3 separate regions of the Sus scrofa genome follow, and regions 1 and 2 are each linked to region 3. A link is a contact called in public HiChIP or PLAC-seq data. All regions are on one chromosome and are shown on one strand. Each heading gives the region's core, a stretch centred on a gene start, on an enhancer-like site or on the middle of the called end of the contact. The rest is flanking DNA. Distances are from core to core; before and after follow the strand shown.

The links. HiChIP or PLAC-seq counts read pairs in DNA pulled down with a chosen protein or histone mark.
Region 1: a contact with region 3 is called in an H3K27ac HiChIP or PLAC-seq map of alveolar macrophages. The contact joins two enhancer-like sites. A contact is called at or near these places in 11 of 47 Hi-C or Micro-C datasets (alveolar macrophages, embryonic fibroblasts, fetal heart ventricle and 6 more) and 1 of 2 datasets of contacts at active chromatin or transcription factors (alveolar macrophages).
Region 2: a contact with region 3 is called in an H3K27ac HiChIP or PLAC-seq map of alveolar macrophages. The contact joins two enhancer-like sites. A contact is called at or near these places in 22 of 47 Hi-C or Micro-C datasets (alveolar macrophages, brain, embryonic fibroblasts and 14 more) and 2 of 2 datasets of contacts at active chromatin or transcription factors (alveolar macrophages and skeletal muscle).

The regions. Positions count from the first base shown.
Region 1 is chr1:98,804,171-98,807,494 of Sscrofa11.1, reverse strand. The region is part of intron 13 of DYM (dymeclin); the gene reads left to right. Among named protein-coding and RNA genes, the nearest start is that of DYM, 220 kb to the left of the region's middle. Within about 2 kb of position 1,839, at least 2 of the 83 cell types and tissues checked have an H3K27ac peak or open chromatin away from gene starts, as enhancers often do. A contact at or near this core is called in alveolar macrophages, where this site is marked.
Region 2 is chr1:98,843,780-98,847,243 of Sscrofa11.1, reverse strand. The region is part of intron 13 of DYM (dymeclin); the gene reads left to right. Among named protein-coding and RNA genes, the nearest start is that of DYM, 180 kb to the left of the region's middle. Within about 2 kb of position 1,978, at least 5 of the 83 cell types and tissues checked have an H3K27ac peak or open chromatin away from gene starts, as enhancers often do. A contact at or near this core is called in alveolar macrophages, where this site is marked.
Region 3 is chr1:98,268,004-98,271,702 of Sscrofa11.1, reverse strand. All of the region lies in intron 6 of CTIF (CBP80/20-dependent translation initiation factor), which reads right to left. Among named protein-coding and RNA genes, the nearest start is that of TRNAD-GUC, 42 kb to the right of the region's middle. Within about 2 kb of position 2,287, at least 9 of the 83 cell types and tissues checked have an H3K27ac peak or open chromatin away from gene starts, as enhancers often do. A contact at or near this core is called in alveolar macrophages, where this site is marked.

The DNA of each region.
Region 1 (3,324 bases), core at 590-3,089, 540 kb before region 3:
ACAAATTTGATATTATTTGATGATTATACATTTTAAATTATTTGTGTTTAGGAGTTCTTGCTGTGGCACAACAGGATCAGCAGTGTCTCTGGAGCTCTGGGATGCAGGTTCAATCCCCTTCTCCACACAGTGGATTAGGGATCCGGCTTTGCCACAGCTGTGGTGTAGGTCGCAACTGCGACTTGGGTCTGATCCCTGGCCCAAGAACTCCATATACTGTGAGGCGGCCAAGAAAGAAATAAAATAAAATAAACTATTTGTATTTAAATTCTTATACTTCTCTGCCCACTCAAAATTTCACTTGGGGATAGTTTATACAACTGGCTAAATTTCAAAATTACACCATAGACTATAGAAACAGAACTGTATTTCTTGTTCCTGTAAATTCTGTAGGTACTATTTAGTCTGGTTTCTACTCTCTAAACATGCAGTGCCTCCTGTTATTCAAAGCTACTAATCCTAAATTTCATAGTGTTGTATCCCAGATGACTAAGTTTGGCCTTAATTTTTGCTATAGTTTTGATTTCTTTTTTCTTCACAGAGTAATAGTAGATTCAAGCTGTTCTCAAAAGGTTTTTAACCCATTTTCACAAAGCAAGCATTTATAGGCAGATTTTCAAGGTAACCCAAAGGATATATTTTACATTTTACTTACCACTGGGGGAAGAAAAAGTAAGAGCAATTAGCAACTGAATGTAATTTCCAGGAGTGACTAAAGGTCTCGTTTCTCCTCTAATGAACAATTGTGTCATCCTTCTAACTGAATAAACAAGCAGAAGCTTTCTGGGGGATTTAAAATTATAGTTACTATCCATGTATGTACATTTTTTTATCCAGGTGACATTTAGACAAACTTTAAAATGTTTGTTATTTTAAGTTTATTCTTGGTGTATCTGATGTTGATTCAGTTAATCCTTTTCCTTTGTGCATTTATTCTCAAGTAGCACACACTAGAAGCCAGTAGGAAGCTCCAGTCCCCTATTGCTCAGGGCAGTAGAAGTTTATTGTATGGTCTCTACATCATGGCACACAGTGGTTGTGGCCACACTGGGAATCTGCGCAAAGAGTGGTTGTGTCTGGTTGGAGTGAGTCCACCTTTTAGGATTTATATAATGTCCTTCAGCCCTAAACTTCCCCAAGCATGTTTGAACATAGGGATGCAACAACATATAATAGTATTTTAGTATCATTTCTGTAAAATATTAGAAAGTAAAAGAAATGTTGGCAAATTAATCTAAAACCAGTGCATACGTAGCTGCAGGTAATTTTACTTCTGAGTATGCAGTAAAAATAGTATATTTGGGGAGTATTTTTCATAGTTTAGCAAATCGTAAAGTAGCCTCTGGATTGCTCTTACTGGTCAGGTAGAGAGCATCATTGTGGATTAACAGGTCCATAAAACCCAACGTTCTGTTGACTTTGTAATTCTTGCTATTTTCTTGTTTTGAATAACAGTATATTACTGTAGCAGGCAAGACATGGAGGTGATATGTTGTGATAGTCTAGTTTAAAGAAAAGAGCTCAAGAACCACTTCCTTTTTTTTTTTTTTTTTTTTTTTTCTTTTTTTTTGGTCTTTGTGCCTTTTCTAGGGCCGCTCCTGGGGCATATGGAGGTTCCCAGGCTTGGGGTCAAATCGGAGCTGTTGCCGCCGGCCTACACCACAGCCACAGCAACGCGGGATCCGAGCTGCATCTGCGAGCTACACCACAGCTCATGGCAACGCCGGGTCCTTAACCCACTGAGCAAGGCCAGGGATCAAAGGCGCAACCTCATGGTTCCTAGCCGGATTCATTAACCATTGCGCCACGACGGGAACTCCAAGAACCACTTCCTTGATTTCTGTGCCTGGCACTAAGCAGCAAATGCAACCCAGGCTACCAATTTGCATGACTCTTGGTGTGATGATGATAAGAGTTTGTGGTATTTCCTGTTACCATAGTTTAAAGAAATTGTATTTCACTCTTGCTGTCTGGTTTTCTAGTCCCTCCCTTCCTCTTTTGAATCTAATAATGATAATAGAACCTGTTTATACAGCAAATCTATATACATTAATAACTTGTGGTTTCACTGAAAGATGATCCAGTTGAGCTAGAACCATGATGAAAACTAAGAGGCATCAGTTGCAAATTTGTGAATGTAACTCATGTACGCATCTTCTCCTTAAGTGAGATCAAAGTCAGTTTGGCTTTAATTGGCACTGCTTTTTACAACTAAGATGGTAGTGGTTCTGTTCTGCTGTCATGGGAATATTACCCCAAACAGTAAAAAGAACTCTTAAAATTATTGTTTTGTTAACTAACTCAGCCCTGGTGTATTTGTATTCTTGGATTTGAATTTGTTGGCATGGGGCTTAAATCACTGCTCTCTATGTACTGAGGAATGTATATACCTGTATGAGTCAGAAATGAATCTGACTAGGAACTATGAGGTTGCTGGTTCAAACCTTGGCCTCGCTCAGTGGGTTAAGGATCCGGTGTTGCGGTGAGCTGTGGTGTAGTTTGCAGATGCTGCTCGGATCTGGCATTGCTGTGGCTCTGGCATAGGCTGGCAGCAGCAGCTCCTGATTAGACCCCTAGCCTGGGAACCTTCATATACCATGGGTGTGGCCCTACAAAGACAAAAAAAAAAAAGAATTAAAAAGACTAAGTAGTCTTCTCATAGGGTAATGTGGCCTTATTTGTTTATAGCATGTGGAAATTTAACATGCCTCCCCATAACCAAAACCATAGAACTAACTTTCCCAATACGTGTTGCATTCTTTTGCATAATGAAGCTATATGTATTATCGTGTTATTCCTAATCTGGTTCTGGGGAGTGCATTCTCTGTTTTTGTATATTTAGAGAAGCTGATTTTCCCTCTTACATAATCAAATGGTGTTTCTTCTGATGACTTATACTTGTATAAATGCAGTAGTTATTTCCTTGCCTATTAATATTTGTTATTCAAATATTTTTCTGAGGTGAGTTTAGTTTTCATTTTATTATTTTTAGATATGTTATCATTAAAAATATCTTTCTGGTGCCATCCTGTTTCAGCTTTGAATTTTAATTCATTGTTGTTTTAAATAAGCCATCATGTTCCAAAATTACAGCATTGGGAGTTCTTTTGTGGCTCAGCATTGTCAGCAACATGGCTCAGATCATTGCTAAGTATCTGGCATTGTCACTGCAACAGCTTGGGTCGCTGCTATGATGTGGGTTCAGTCCCTGGCCTAGGAACTTCCACATGCAGTAGGTGTGGCCAAGAAAGAATTACAGTGTTATCTAGAACTAATTATCTTCCTTTTTGAATGTAAAATCCCCCTGAAAAAAACATAAAATGC
Region 2 (3,464 bases), core at 729-3,228, 580 kb before region 3:
GACTAATGCATCTTAATGCAACACACTCAGAAAGTTCTTTGTTATAGTGTTTGAGTCTGCCTTTTTAACCATCTTTAAGAAACTATCCCTTGTTTTAGTGTAGTATCAAAGAAGATTATATACAATTTTCTGTAAAGGGCATTAAAATACTACTTTCTTTTCCAAGTGCATATCTCTTTGAGGCTTTTTTTTTTTTCATGTGCTTCAACTAAAACAACATATAACATGAGATTGACTTAAGAAGCATCTGTTTTCTTTTAAGCCAGACAGTAAAAAAGATTTGCAGAAATAGAAAATAATGCTACTTCTTCACACATTTTCTTTTGATTTGGAAGGGAGTTGTTTCTCATGAAATATTTTGTGTTAACATGTAATGCGTTCATTATTATATTTAAGTGAATAAATATTTTAGATTTTTCTCAGTTTTATTTCTACTGCAGTTAATGTTTGTAGATATATCCCACATATAAAAAAGTTCTTTGGGGTCCTTAATAATGTTTTAAGAATTTAAAGGAGCTCTGAGAGAAGTTTAAAAACCACTGTTCTGATGCCCTTTCAGAGAGGGGGGGTAGAGGTAGTGATGTGAGCATGTCTGTCACAAAGCTCACTGTACATACTTTCAAATTCCTACTGTTTCTGAATTAATTATACCCCTACTTTCTTCCATCAATATAATCAATAGTTAGCTATGTGTGTATTATTCATGCCTTCATTTAATAAATATTTACTGGGAACGCAGTTATTAGAGCTTCGAAGAGAAAGGGGATATACAGAATCTATAAATCATATTTATTCCCTGTAAGGACACATGGTTTCTTGAATCTTTAAAAGTCATAAGATGGGGAGCTTACTGTGGTAAATTGTCTTAGAAGTTTATTACTCATCTTGCCTGGGTATGACTATAAAATAAATTTGTCCTGGTTGTTTATTGCTGTGTGACAAACCACCCCAAAACTCAGTAGCTTACAGCAACAATTCATAATGATCTCTCCCAGTGCTGTGGATTCTCAGCTTGGCTGAGTGATACTCACTCAAGTGTTCTCACATGCTTGCATTCGGACAGCAGCAAGGCTGGATGTCCAGTATGAACAGTCTCATGGCTGGCGGTTGATGCCACCTATCAGCTGGGAGGTCTGTTGAGATGGTGACTAGAGCATCTCAGTTTTTCCATGAGACCTGTCCACAAAGCTTGGTTTTCTCACAGGTTCTCAAGGGGATGCTCCCAAGAATAAACATCCCAAGAGTGAGAAAAGCTAAGGCTTCTGACGACCTAGCTCACCTATCCCACAGTGTCGCTTTCACCACGTTTTATCAGTCAAAAACAGGTCACAGGACCAGCACAGATTCAAAGGAGCGGACCACACAAGGACATAAATGCTGGGAGGCTTGGTTGATTTGTGGCCGTCTTTGAACAGTAGCTGCCACAAGACTGTCATGAACTGGTGAAGCTGGGAAAATGAAAGACTACTTTCCTTCTCAAATTCTAGGCTTAAGATAAATGTCTAGATTTCGATTCAAAAAAGAAAAGCTGAATGCATTCAAATGCTATCTTTGCATTTTTCTTTCCTTTGTTTAATTTACACTTGACATAAAAGTTCTCTCCCCTGACTTTTGCCTGTGTTGTATTTCTTTGGTTCAGAAGGAATGCCCACTTGCCAATAATGAATGGTGTCTTTACTTAGACTAATGGACAGAGTTCCTGTCTTATAAACGCTCATGGGGCTGCACTTGCTGGTCACCTAGTGGTTGATAATGGCCAGCTCTTGTCTTTGGGTTGAGAAAACTTAAGGGCTGTGTTTCCCTGGGGGCAGTATGACTGGCCTTATGTTCACTCTGGCACTGGCAGCTGCAGAAGTCCTATGTGGGGGAGGTTGAGGGGGCAGCATGACGTTTGGAGGGTGGAGCTAGGAGATTGTCTGGAAATGGCATTTGTACATCAGTCACACTGTCTCCAGTTGATTATGTGTTTGCCTTGAGATCTGGCTGGAGGACGTTTGATGGGGGGGGGATGCTTTAGCTAAAGTGCCCCTTGGTGGTGCTGTTGCGCTATAAACTTCCAAAGAAAACATCTTCTGGTGCCATTTTTTTTTTTTTTTTTTTTAAAGCAAACATTTTATTGGACACCTGTGGTACACCAGGCCCAGTGCTAGGCTTAGGGGAAATAAAATCTGGTTATTGTCCTCATAGTCTAATCCTTGCTATTGACTTTCTTGACATTTTCTGAAAAGTGGTAAAAATAATACCTCATTGAATTCAAGCCAGGCCCATAGCTGCCTGTAGGCCTTAGGAAAGTAGTGACCAATTTGCCTAAAGATGTATTCACAAAGTTAAAAACATTTTAAGTTATAAAAAAGTTATCAAATAATCCATATATTTTTTTTTAAACACTCAATTTCACACTATTAAGAAAAATGCAATTTAAAACTTCACTAAGATGCCATTTTCCACATATTCGATTAGGAGGATCTGTTTGGGTGTTTGTAACATTCTCAAAATTTTGGGTAGGAGTGTAAATTGGTATGGCTCCTATGAAGAACAGTATGGCAATATGTAAACAAATTCTAAGTACATTACCCTGTGAGCCAACTGTCATACTTCCACATTTGTGAAAGTGACAATGTACAGGTTTATTTTGGCAGTGTTTTTCTTTATAACAAAAAAGATGAGAAACGACTCTAAATCAATAGAGACGTAATTCAGTATTGTACATTGATACAGTAGACAGTGTGTAGCTATAAAAATTTAAAAAAATAATAAGGCTTTTCAAGATATGCTGAAAAGCAAGGCATGGCACTGTACGTATACAGTGGTCCCCTGGTACCCAAGATTTCACTTTGCTCAGTTTCAGTTACCTGTGGTCAACTATGGGCTGAAAATGCTAAATGGAAAATTCCAGAAATAAACGGTTTATAAGTGTTTAATTGTATGTCATTTTTGTGCTGTTCTGCCTGGGACATGAATCATCTCTTTGTCCAGTGTATCACTTAGTAGTCACATTACGCACACATTATGCGTGTGTGTGTGTGTGTGTGTGTGTGTGTGTGTGTGTGAGATGACGTAGTTCTGTAACATGATGGCTTCAAAATGTCATTGAATTTATCCAGTGAAATTAATAATGCCATGTGGACATTTAAGTTGTCGGTGCGTATGCACGTACGTAGACATAACAGTTCTGGAAAGAAAATCCTTGTGCATGTGTGAGGAACAGCGTATGGTAGTGGTTAGCAGTACACACTGTAGTGAGGCCCACCTCTGCCTCTTACTGGCTGTGTGACCTTGGACAAGTTTTCAGACCTTTTCATGTGTACGTTTCCTCATCTGTAAAATGTGGATAATAATTCCTATTTTGTAGCATCATTGTGAGGATTACAACAATATAACGTGAAAATCTTTCAGAACAGTGTTGAGCACATTTAAGTGTTAGCCAGCCTCTTCTCTCCAAATGTGCAGCATGGGGATAAAAT
Region 3 (3,699 bases), core at 1,038-3,537:
GCACAAACACAGCCACAGCCAGTGAACAAACCAGTGGGTGTGGCCATGTGCCAATAAAACTTTATTTGCAGAAACAAGCTGGAAGGCTGGTCTGCAGGCCACAGTTTGCCAAATTCTAAGACCCTAACTGTGCTAGGGATAATTGAGGCTGTCATGTAAGGGAGGCAGGTACTTCTGGGATCCCCCAAAGCCAGAATGTACTTGCCCCCTCCAGCCCCAGCACCCTGCATTTGGCCCCTTCTCCGAGACTGTGGAGAAGAGTCTCACCTAGACTCGGCTGGTGACCTGCTTCCTAGGAATGGTTTTAGCTGTCCCCAACTAAGCTCCTCACCCTGAAAGCAATAATTGCTTGTAAAAAGACTCACAAAAAACAAAAATAGGCTGGCCTCACAGCGCACACTGCCTACTGCCTTTGCTACCTATGGCCTCAGACAGGAAACCATGGATCGAAGAATTCCTGGTCTCCTCCTTTATTGTATGGGCACCTATTTTTATCCTGCAGGAGGAAGCAGGAGGTGAGGGTGGGGGATGGGGGGTGGGGGAGTTGAGGAGGGGGCGCCAGGAGAGCAGAGGTTCTCTCCTAGAAGAGCATTCTGCCTCAGAGCTGGGGCAGGATCTGGAGTCAGCACGAGTTGGGGGGAGGCCATGGGAAACCTTTCCAATTAAAAAAAAAAAAGGAACAATCTCTCTTCCTCTGTCAAAGGTGTCAGTAGGGGCTCCTCTCTCCCTCTCCCCACCCCCTCCTCCTCTCTTTCCATTTTTAGTGCCTTTAGCACTAGAGAAAGAAAAAAAAAAAGATATCCATTTTCTTGTTCTTGCTTATTAAGGAAATGACATTCACCCCTCACTTGCTGTACGTGACTATAGTCGCCTAGAATTAGAAAATGGTTTTCCATCACCTCTTCCTCCTTGGCACTCCTTACAAAGGGGCGCCAGGCTGCCTGAATTCCAATCCCACTCCCCCATTTGTAAGCCATGAGATTTGGGGCCACGTATTTGATCTCAGTTTTCTTGTCCGCATGCTGACGATAAGACTAGTATCTACACTTTACAGGGCAGTTATGAGAATTCAGAAAGGACATGTGCAGACACGTAGCTCGGACGGTGTCCCCATGTGAAGGAGGCACAGGTTCTGGATGGGGTGGGGGGTGGGTGGGACAGGGACACTAGGAGTGAGTCCACTTACAGGAACAAGTGGTTCTCCTGTCATTCACCCAATATTTAAGGAGCACTGTATGAGCCCTCAGAGAATGGGACTTTCCAGTGGGAGAATGCAGACCACAAAAATAAATAAAGCATGTGTGATGCGTTCCACGAAGAGAAATAAAGGTGGGGGGTGAGGAGTACAGAACAGGGAGTTCAGGAGGCCTTACTAAGAAGGTGACATTGGACCAGAGACAACACGGTCTGTAAAAAGAGATCAGTAACGGCACACACTTCACAGACATGATGCAGCAATAGGTAAGATAAGAAAGAGAAAGCCCCTCACAGTTCCTGGAACCTAGAAGGCCAGTGTCTGCATGGCAATACAGTCATTGCTAGATACTCATTATGGGGACATCAGGAGAATGGCATGTCCTGGTTCACTGGAAAGGCAGTGGCCCCTGCATTTAAACTCAGTCCATCAAAACCAACCTTATGGTTTCTACAGGTGAAACTGCTGGGGGGAGGGAAGAATTGGGAGGGTGGGAATAACACATACACAATATATACTCACTGACTAATGAGAACCTACTCTATAACCCAGGAAAATCTACTCAATAGTTTGTAATAACTAGTATGGGAAAAAAGAATGGCTATATTTCTATGTGTGACTGACTCACTTGGCTGTACACCTGGAACTAATACAACATTCTAAGTTAGCTATACTGCAATAAAATAAAAATATAAATAAAAAAAAAACCACCTCAGTCCATCATGGCTAAGACCATACCTGGTCTACAGAAAGGTGCCCAGTCAATCCTGGTGGACTCAACCAATGAAGTCACACCCCGTGGGACCAAGAAGGGACATGAAGCAGAACTTGCGGACAAGGAACGGCCTGGGCTAGTGAGGTGGGACTTAGTTTTTACATGACTTTGCTCCTTGGCATCTCAGAATATTTTAATAATCCTTATGTCTGTGAGTTAGCATATCCTGGAAGTTTCCAGAAGACTTGGCAACAGAGCTGGCATAGCTCTAGGGAACAATAAAGTCACTCCTTCCAATCTGAAGGGCTGGGAACCAGGCTTTCAGTAGCTTCAGTCCAGTGTGGGGCAGCCCCTTCCCACCAACCCTGAGTTCACACTGCAACAGCACCACCTGCTGGAGGAACAGGGCTGCTCCCTCATTTTTATTCCTTCAAGCACTCAGTGGCTTCGTGGGTGGGGGAGTGCAGCCTGGACATCATTTTGGAGGGGAGTGATTTTCATTCTGAAAGCTCATTTGTCCCTCATATTCTTGGGGGCTTGGGGTGGTTCTCATCCTGTCTTTATTCGGGCCAAGCAGGTAAATGGGGTGATTAACCCCAAGTCTCACTTGCCCCCCTGTCAGCTGGTCTCCTGTCCTCTCCTGGGTCCTGTGTGAAGAGAGCGCTTGGACACGCTGGTATGAGGTGGCATGAGGTCAGAAATCCCACTTTACCTTTCCTGGGTTTTCCGGGCCCCTTCGTGGAGAGGGCCTTGGGCATATCCATGAGGCCAGAAATCCCACCTGACTCAGTGATGTTTCTGGTCCAGTGGGTGCACCAGGTCGACCTCACAAGAATGGGTCTACACATTCTGTACTTCACTCAACTAGGTCACTCACCAGAGGATCAGAGCAAAACGGGCCTGCCCAGGTCAGGGTGAGCTCAGAATTAACTGCAGACAGACAGAGAATTTAGTTTCAACATTTCCTAACAGGAAGGCAAAAGGGGAAATAAGTTCCTCTGGTCAGACAAAAGACAGCAGAGGGAACATTTGTCTGACAAGAGAATTCAAAGAGAAATGATCAAAATGTGTCCTTTTCGAAAGCCTGGGGCAAGACACAGGATAATTCAAAAACAGTGTCTTTCAACTGGGGTTTTGTTTAAGATGCAGAAGCCTCCAGCGCTGTGTGGGGAAGAGAAGACAGTATTTCTGCAGAGCCCTGAGGCTATGTGGCTCCTGAGCTTTGGTAAGCTGAGGAGATGCTGAGGAGAAATTGTTCAAGTCACCACACCAGAGGGGGAAGGAGCCTGGTGGGGTGATGTCTGGGCTGGAGGTTTGGGGACGGAGGAGAGGGGAGGGGAGTGCAAGGAGGGGCGGGAACCCATCTCATTCTACTCCTTTGCCCTCACACGGTCAAGTTTGTGGAGTGCCATCCCTCCCCTCAGCACAGCTTCTACCTAACCTTCTGAGGGCAGAAGCCAACACTCTGCAACCCCCCAAGCCCATACCAATGGGTGCCTTCCTGCAGGCCCAGGTGCGGCCGTCTAGTAGGGGGATGGCCACCAGCACCCCTCACTCCATCAGCAAGCACCCTCCTTGTCTGCAGCTGATAGAGGCTCAACCTCCCCGGGGCTGCCCCATGTTCCCAGGAGTCTGAGGATTGGAGGGGTGCAGAGGGTCCCCTGGAGGAATGTCAGGCTGTGCACAGCAGAGACATGTTGACCAAACAGGTGCTCTCCGTCACCTGCCTGGCCGCTTCCTTCACTGTCTCTTCCCCTCGCTTGTTGTGGAAAGAAGGGCCTGAGTCTGG